Linked DNA regions of Mus musculus: all the other regions are linked to region 1. Evidence: chromatin contacts called from public HiCAR-type and promoter capture Hi-C data. All regions are on one chromosome and are shown on one strand. Each heading gives the region's core, a stretch centred on a gene start, on an enhancer-like site or on the middle of the called end of the contact. The rest is flanking DNA. Distances are from core to core; before and after follow the strand shown. Region 1 holds the start of Aasdhppt (aminoadipate-semialdehyde dehydrogenase-phosphopantetheinyl transferase). Region 2 has its middle 38 kb from the start of Gm23097. Region 3 holds the start of Dcun1d5 (DCN1, defective in cullin neddylation 1, domain containing 5 (S. cerevisiae)).

Region 1 (2,700 bases), core at 130-2,629:
ACAGGATTCTTAGCTACATAGGATGAAAAACAGAACTTGAATTATTATAATTACTGATAAGGGTATTAGTGCTTGCTGTCTTTATTCATCCCCACATTGCTTACTGTAGCTTTTTCTGTGTGCTTCAGATACCTTGTCACATTATGAGGTCTTTGCAATATTCACATCTTAAATAGCACCTCACTCACTCTTTTAACAGATAAGGGGTTATATCAAGATAGCAATGTCTGTGTGTGAGTGACTCAAACTGCCATGTAGCTGCAGAAGACTCGAGGGGTGTGTAATATCACAAAAAATGTTAATGGGAATAAGTACAGATCAGACTATACCCATCTCTAGGAATACAGAACTAATGGACAGTGGTTGTGTAGATTAGATTATTGCTAGCTTTCCCAGATACTTTCTGGCCACCTTAGAAAGGTTGAATCAGCATGACACCTATCTACCATCATCCACGAAATCCACATTCATCTGCAGAGACCAACTTTTCCATGGACCCTAACTCGTCCTCGACTTTGTTCAAATGGATGTTCACAGAAGAGCACCGACATCCATCTACACAAGCAACCAAGGAAACAGAAATGCACTGGTGTGACGGCAGGAAGAACAGCATGAGGCATCAAGGTGCGCAGAACCCTTGAGGGGCACAGCAAAGCTTAGAGGGCTTGCACCACCGATTCTGTTCTCGGTTGGCCCGGGGTAGACAGGGAGGTCTGCGGAGGGCCCATTGGCAAACGAAGGGAAGGGTCACCTCCCTGCCGGCTGCCATATAGAACTCCCTGTGCAGAAGGCTCCTCGCTGCGGACCTTTCCTTTCCGGAGCGCTCACGAGATGCACCACAACCGAGAGTAGTAGGAGCCTTGCCTCCAACAGCCAGATTCAAGCCGGTCCAAGCCGGTCCAAGCCCACTCCTCCCTCAAACCGCACAGCTCACCCACCTGCAACTGCAGTCGGTGAAGTCTCCACCCAGGCCCAGCCTGTAAACTCCGGCTGCGATTGGCTTGTGCGACTGTCTCGTTAGCTCTTTCTCCAGAGTGAGCAGCTAAAACGGTTCTGAGAAACTCTGGTCCCGCCCTTTCCGAGGAGAGCGAGCTAAGCTCACAAGACGTCACGCCGTGCCGCAGAGCTCTGGGTTGACTCTGAATCTCCGCCCCAAACCGCCCTGCCGGCTTCCGTAGGAGACGTACAGGTTGGGGGCGAAGCTGCGTCAGGCCACGCCCCCACGCTCAACCCTGAACTAAAGGTGGGGGTGGGGGGGTCTGTGAAACTTCTAAGCCGGGCGTCCAGCTACTTCGCACAGACGCCTGAAAAGGGGTGGAGCCTGGTAACGTCTGTTGCGAGGTGCTGCCCCTTTGCGCAGACTCCGGAGCGACGGGGCGTGGCTACGTCAGCGTCTGCTCTACCTGGCTTGAGGATCAGCGGACCGAGCCGGTCGTATGGTGTTCCCCGCTAAGAGGCTGTGCGTGGTGCCATCCATGGAGGGCGTTCGTTGGGCATTCTCCTGCGGTACCTGGCTGCCAAGTCGAGCCGAATGGCTTCTGGCGATGCGGTCTATCCAGCCGGAGGAGAAGGAGCGCATCGGCAAGTTCGTGTTTGCCCGCGACGCCAAGGCAGCCTTGGTACTTGAGGCCTGCGACTTTTGGGAGGCGGGCCGGGCTGCGGACTCCCACGTGCGCTCGTGGCGTTGCGGTCTCGGAGCCTCCGGAGTGCGTGCGACCGTCTTCAGCCTTCGTATCCCGGAGGCCTGGGTCACTCACATCTAGTCTTCCCTTGTGAGGTTGCCTGTGGAGACCCTTACCCTAAAATTGGAGGCGGGGCCTATGGAGTAATCGTCTGTTTACTAATGAATGTGTTTATACTTTGAAACTTAGAAGCCATAAATATACTTTCTAAGCAGTGTACTTATGCGATTAGTAGATAGCAATACACACCGTGTGTTTTATGTCTGAACAGGCTGGTCGTTTGATGATAAGGAAATTAGTTGCAGAGAAATTGAATATCCCTTGGGATCATATCCGTCTGCAGAGAACTTCAAAGGGAAAGCCGGTTCTTGCGAAAGACTCGTTGAATCCATATCCCAATTTCAACTTTAACATCTCTCACCAAGGGGACTATGCAGTTCTTGCTGCAGAACCTGAGGTACAGGTTGGCATTGATATCATGAAGACTAGTTTTCCAGGTGATGGTTCACTTTTATGACATATTAAGTGTTTTATGTCTCAGATCTTAACTATTAGGCAGTTGTAAGTTTACTGGCAGTACTTAATTTACTGATAAAACATTTAACCAAAAAGGATGCATTTCCTTTAACTTTTATCTATAGAGACAGTAGATTCTATATTACTGTACCTTTTAACCCCTTTAAATTGTTAGCTACATTTTCTTTAGGTATCATCATTTTTCTAAGTATTTTTGTTTTTTTCTTGTTACAAAATAAGCGAGGCTGAATTACAAAGATGAGCTTCTTTAAGCTCATTGTTCTGAGTTCAAGGAAACCCTTGAGGACTGGGATAATAAGTTTATTAATGAAGGTGGTACCCGCTATGGCCTTGCAGTGCTCTTGTATTGGCAATTAAGCTTCAGCATGAATTTTTAAGAAGCCTTTTTGAAGCACAGCTCCAATGAAAGGACTTAATGGTATTGTTGAAGGCTTGTTCTAAAGTAACTGCTACTGTAGAGGAGTCAGGCTTATTTTTGTGA
Region 2 (2,700 bases), core at 99-2,598, 2.4 Mb before region 1:
TCTGAATCAATTAAGACAGGCACATATGAACTCACAGAGACTGAAACTGCAAGCACAAGGCCTACTACACAGACCTGTACCAGGATATATGTATGTGTGTGTACGCGCGCGCACACACACACACACACACACACACACACACACATACATATATATTTATATGCATATATATGTATACATATATATACATATATATGTGTGTGTGTGTATATACGTTATTGGGTATTAGCTTGGTATTTTAAAGGGACTCCTGACTGTAAGAATGAGTGGGTCTCTGACTCTCATGCCTGCTCTCAAGACCCTTTTCCTCCTGTTCGGTTGCTGTCTAACTTCGATATGATAGTTTTTGCTTAATTTTATATTTTATTTTGTCATGTTTGGTTGTTATGTTAGAAGCCTGTTCTTTTCTAATGAGAGACAGAAAGGGAGTGGTTCTGGGAGGGAGGGGAGGTGGGAAGAAACTTAGAGGAGTAGAGGGAGGGGGAACTATAATCAGGATATATTGTTTGAGAAAGTAATCTATTTTTCAAAAAAAGAAAAAAGGGGGTCATAGCCATATTAGCATGAGTAATAGATAAAACATGAAAACCAAACCTTTATAACAAAGACTTTGGGAGCTGGATCAGCACAAGACATTCCTGGCTTAGGCTACCACATGCTCAAGTTAGCATTGGTATCTGGAGATAAACTCAGGCTGGCGTATTTACCTAAAATTTTAATTTCACATGTAGACACAGTACCAGTATCTTTCAGTATTCAGACTATTGCACAGGTAGAATTCATATCTCCCCACAAATACTTTCAGTGGTATGAGCATAAAGAAGCTGCTGTGACTACTAAGTCTGTTAACATCCCACACAGTGTCCTCACAAAGAGTGCTGGACCTATCCATCCTACACACTCAGATGTGTTGCTTAAAATTAACGAGTGGTCACTTAATCCTGTTGGATTTTTGTTTGAAATGTTGTGCCAAACTCGATACTGCTGGGAGGTGAGATGAATGTTACAATAATTCAAAGCTAAGCCTTTTAAAGCTTTAGACTGCAAAATTGCAAAGAAGCGATATTGCTGTAGAATATCCCAAGGTCCTCTTTGTCTGTTCACCGTCTCTCTCTTGACCTACCACTGATGTAATCATTTAGATATTGTAGGACCAGCTTTCCAGGTCAATCCATTCATCTTTTGCTTTTATTTATTTGCTTGAAAACTACCAGTCAGATGTCAGCTGCTGTTACACAGAATCAACACCAGGAGGCGATCAAAGTACACCACACTAATAATATCGAGTCAGTTGGCGCTCAGTCATGACCCAGAACAGCCTGCACTGGACCCAGCTGGCAAAAACCCTGGTCTGTGTAACTCACAACGCACAAATAGGATTTTAAAGGGTTCTGCACAGCACATGTGTTCAGTAGGATTATTATAATCGTAAAGAGTTGTTGCCCAGTGCCGAAGACTGAACAATGACATCCCATAACTGTAAGAGGTTGCACAGAATGAAATGCAGAGAATTGCCCTGCCTGGTGCCCCTCAGTGCTGGTAATTTATAGGCGCCATGAGACTTGTTTCACTTCTTGAACACATGCAGTCTCAGGCACACACGGCATAGAGGCATAGACTGCATTCCTCTAACTTAAGAAAGTCCTGTGACTCTCCAAATGCCAAGAATTCCTTAGACCAACGAAGGAAGGACCGGTGTTTGTGACTATTGTGACTAGATTCTTGGAAATGATTCCTGTAACAAAGCACTTCTTGAAAGGAATGTCTGAGAAAAAAATATCTGGTCAATTCTTCAGAAACTGCTCAGGGATCATGCCAAGCATTGTTTGTATTTGACTTTTAATGTTCAAGACGCAAGCAACTGGTCCTTTGGGGCTCTATATTTCTGTTACTAAACACCAGTTTCCCACTCCAGTTTCCCCGAGTATGAAGCAATTGTTCAGTTGATTTTCTGTTTCTCTTTGTTGATAGACTCCCTGCAACACATCTTTTAGTATCATATAGTAGTACTAGAGACAAGGACATATGGCAAATTATTATTAGAACAAGTATCTGAATGTGGATCCTTAGAATTTCATACATGACTGTATGTTTTGAAAGATATTCTCCCATTCCAGTCCGAACTCTGTAAAAATACCCGTCCATTACTACTCTCCCTCTTCATGTGCTCTTTAACAACAAGAATGAATCCACTTTTACTTTTAATTCCCTAAATTAAGGGAATCCTCAAACAAAATGTTTTTGTCCCTAGGCCACTTTGAAAAAAGCCCCCCTTATTTTCTTGACCTATATACATCTTTATTATGACATCAATTATATTGTATACTGAAATGCATGCAAATGATAAATGAACCAGTAAAATTTCATCAAGTAAACACAGTGATGTACCCACTCCTCATATTAAAACCAGCCCATCACTTCAAATTCCTCCTTTTATGCAACAGCACAAAACAAGGCCATGCTTATCATTCACTTGCTAACGTTATCGCCTGTCTACTTCATGTAGTGATTGGAATGGTCATCAATTGTACTGGCAGTGGGCTCTGATTTGGGGGCTGCAAATAACAGGGCCACCATCTTTGGAAAAATCTGTTGAAAATGAGGATTTATGTCCCCTACCCAGAGTGGGGGCAGTGACTTGGCTGCTTCCACAATCATTTGGGATAATTCAGGTACACCCAAAGCTTTAAAAGTCCTCCC
Region 3 (2,700 bases), core at 188-2,687, 2.9 Mb before region 1:
TGCTCCCCAACCCACACACTCCCACTTCTTGGCCCTGGCTTTACCTGTACTAAGGCATATAAAGTTTGTTAGACCAAAGGGCCTCTCTTTCCAGTGATGGCCAACTACGCCATCTTCTGCTACCTATGCAGTTAGAGACATAGGTTCTGGGGGTACTGATTAGTTGATATTGTTGTTCCAGGCTGTCTTGTTGTAATGGTAGTATTTGTCACTTTAAGTGTCGACCATTAATACAAAAACAACTCAAAGTGTATGGGAAGAAGCCCACTTCTCAAAGCTAAATCGCAATGACTTTCTGAGGAATGAATCTGTGATGATTGAGTATATGCCACAAAGCGAGTAAAGGGCTCTAACTTACAGTTCTGCTTTGTTTTCTTTTCCCCTAAGAGAACATGGAGCACAATAGCTTGCTAACGCCTAAAAGGAGGTTGAGAGCTACCAGCGTCTTAATGCCAGAAAACAAAAACCACAAGGGCCTTTTCCAATTAAGTGTACGGAACTGGTACAGGTGAAGTGGAGGCATTGGTGCGTCCAGAAGCCTAGGCTCCAGCGATTTAAAAGGCCTCCTGCTGGGATCGTCCAGGTTAGGCCACTTTAAATGCTAACTCGGGAGACCAATTATAGCAAAGGCTTTCTTTCCATCATTCCCAAGGCAGCTGTCAAAACTCTTCAAGCTCTGCTCCTTTTTTCACACTCTGACATTTAACAATGTGGGGACCAAGCCAATTCTGCTCGATTTAGTGTGACACAAGGACGCCGTGAATCTTGGCAGATCCGCGCTCACTTCTCGGTTGGGAAATTTGATGGAGAATGCATACGTACGGTCGTCTGTTTCCTACCCTCTGGGCACGCAGACAACAAAGTGGGACGAATCTCAGAGCTTGTCCAAGTACGACAGAGAGCACGTACAGGCGAACACGCGGTTCGGTCCCGCGCGGAGCGGAGACTGGGCGCCTCACCGACCGCCTCGCCTGAGAGGGCTCGCCCCTCTCCTCCCGGCTAGCGGCCTGTCCGGCCCCGGGGGAAGGAGAGAGCCAGCGGGGTGGGGACAGGCAGTACCTGGGGATTTTACACTTTTTGAGGCCCGCGTCTTCCGCGACCGCCGCTGCCACTCCGGGAGCTTTTCTCTTCTTCTTCACTGGCATCTTCCGCCTTCCCCGGCAAGGTAGACAGGGCGGCCGGGGAGGGGTATCGCGCTCCGCCGCAGGCCCCGCAGCGCCGGCTCCCGCCTGCCGGGGACCGCAGCGGAGGCCCGAGGCGCGACCCCGCCCCGGGTCTCCTCTTTAGGGGCGGTTCCGGGCAGCGCAGCGCTAAGGCCGGCGGTGTCGCGGCTCGGGCTTTTCCAGGAGCAGCGAACGCCGACAGCGCGGCACCTACAGTAGCAGCGAAGAGCAGGCGGCTTAGCCTGACCCGGAAGCGGATGGCTCTGGACCGGAAGTGACGTAGAAAGGAAGCTCGCAGGGCCTGGAGCGGTCTCTCTACTTTGGGATTTTTTGTCTCTGCAGGTGGAGCCTGAATCTCCGGAGATTTTCTGGCGGGTTTCCAGCGGGAAGTCCTTTCTAGAAATCATAAACGCTCCACAGCTGGCGAGCGAAGTAATCTGGTGAGGAGCCATGCGTGAGTGTGCCCACTCCTGACGTGCAACCGCTCCAGTTTTTTCGGGTGTTCTTGGTGGGCCTGAGATCAACTTCTCGCGCTCCTTGTCCTTTTCTCCCTCATGCTCAGGGTCAGTTTATGGCTTCCTCCTGTGCTGAGGCAACGCCTCCATGTTTTACTTCTGAGGAACTCTCCTCTTGGATAAGAGACTGGGAAACGGACTGACTTATTACAGAGGATTTGGGGAACTGTTCTAATGGGCTGCTCTCAAGAAACAGTAATCACGTCACTTCTAATGGAAATACTGCTTATAAGAAAGGTTTGCTAGGTAAAATTATCTCATAGAAGATTCTTAGTGAATGAAGTCCATGTTTGTAACCCAACTGTGACAGAAGACTGTTTCTTTAAATTCTATCCCTGTGGTTCTGTGACTGCATCGTGGGACCCTAATCTAGTCAAGGAGAAAGAAAAAAACCGGTTGTTGTAATGAGTCCTGGATACATAATATGCCCTGGAATTCACAAGTTTCCTGAGAGAGGACACTTCAATGTTTGGTGCATATAGTTAATGTTTTTTTAACAGTGAACATAATGTTCAAACCTATAACCCATTCGACTCTATTATAAACAATGCACGAAACATTGTTTTTACATGAAAATTATAAAATGTAAGCTCTAAAACAGAACTCCCTACAGGAAGTAGACAACTGAAAGATGAAGGGTTTTTTTTTTGTTTGTTTGTTTTATATATGTATTTATTGTGGGGGCACTTGTGTGCCAGTGCTGGGATGACAACTTGAAAGTTCATTTTCTCCATCAATCTTGTCACTCTTGAGGTGGAACTCAGGTTGTGAGACTTGGGAAGGGACATTATGTCTGTGTACAGAAAAGCACCTAGTTATGTGATTTAATTTTTTCTGCTGCTCGTGATAGTTCTTGATTTTCTATATAGTAAATAATGAGAAGCTATGAGGGTGCTGAGTTCTTTGTTATGTGGTCTAATTTTCTTTGACTAAGTCACAAGAAGGAAAGGAAAGGAAGTAGTATTAAAACAAAAGGGTATTCTGGTTTAGATCCTAAGGTACTCATCAACTTTATGAAGAAA

The links. Promoter capture Hi-C pulls out the DNA fragments that hold promoters and counts their contacts. HiCAR-type assays count read pairs that join an accessible place to other places.
Region 2: a contact with region 1 is called in a HiCAR-type map of astrocytes, with 9 times the contacts expected there. The contact joins the enhancer-like site here to the promoter of Aasdhppt in region 1. A contact is called at or near these places in 3 of 39 promoter capture datasets (the 3T3-L1 cell line, cranial neural crest and hippocampal neurons) and 1 of 115 datasets of contacts at active chromatin or transcription factors (astrocytes).
Region 3: a contact with region 1 is called in a promoter capture Hi-C map of pre-B cells, with 4 times the contacts expected there. The contact joins the promoter of Dcun1d5 here to the promoter of Aasdhppt in region 1. A contact is called at or near these places in 12 of 39 promoter capture datasets (the 3T3-L1 cell line, HPC-7-derived erythroid cells, cranial neural crest and 7 more), 1 of 484 Hi-C or Micro-C datasets (the G1E-ER4 cell line), 1 of 115 datasets of contacts at active chromatin or transcription factors (astrocytes) and 3 of 9 other capture datasets (adipose tissue, liver and macrophages).

The regions. Positions count from the first base shown.
Region 1 is chr9:4,308,173-4,310,872 of GRCm38.p6, reverse strand. It overlaps Aasdhppt (aminoadipate-semialdehyde dehydrogenase-phosphopantetheinyl transferase), which reads left to right and starts at 1,379. Exons shown (of 6, transcript NM_026276.3): 1 at 1,379-1,619; 2 at 1,954-2,179. The coding sequence starts at 1,437. It overlaps Kbtbd3 (kelch repeat and BTB (POZ) domain containing 3), which reads right to left and starts at 1,130. Exons shown (of 3, transcript NM_001164574.1): 1 at 939-1,130.
Region 2 is chr9:6,667,204-6,669,903 of GRCm38.p6, reverse strand. No RefSeq gene overlaps it. Among named protein-coding and RNA genes, the nearest start is that of Gm23097, 38 kb to the left of the region's middle. Within about 2 kb of position 1,348, at least 60 of the 459 cell types and tissues checked have an H3K27ac peak or open chromatin away from gene starts, as enhancers often do. A contact at or near this core is called in astrocytes, where this site is marked.
Region 3 is chr9:7,183,242-7,185,941 of GRCm38.p6, reverse strand. Dcun1d5 (DCN1, defective in cullin neddylation 1, domain containing 5 (S. cerevisiae)) reads right to left here and starts at 1,437. Exons shown (of 8, transcript NM_029775.3): 1 at 1,060-1,437. The coding sequence starts at 1,145.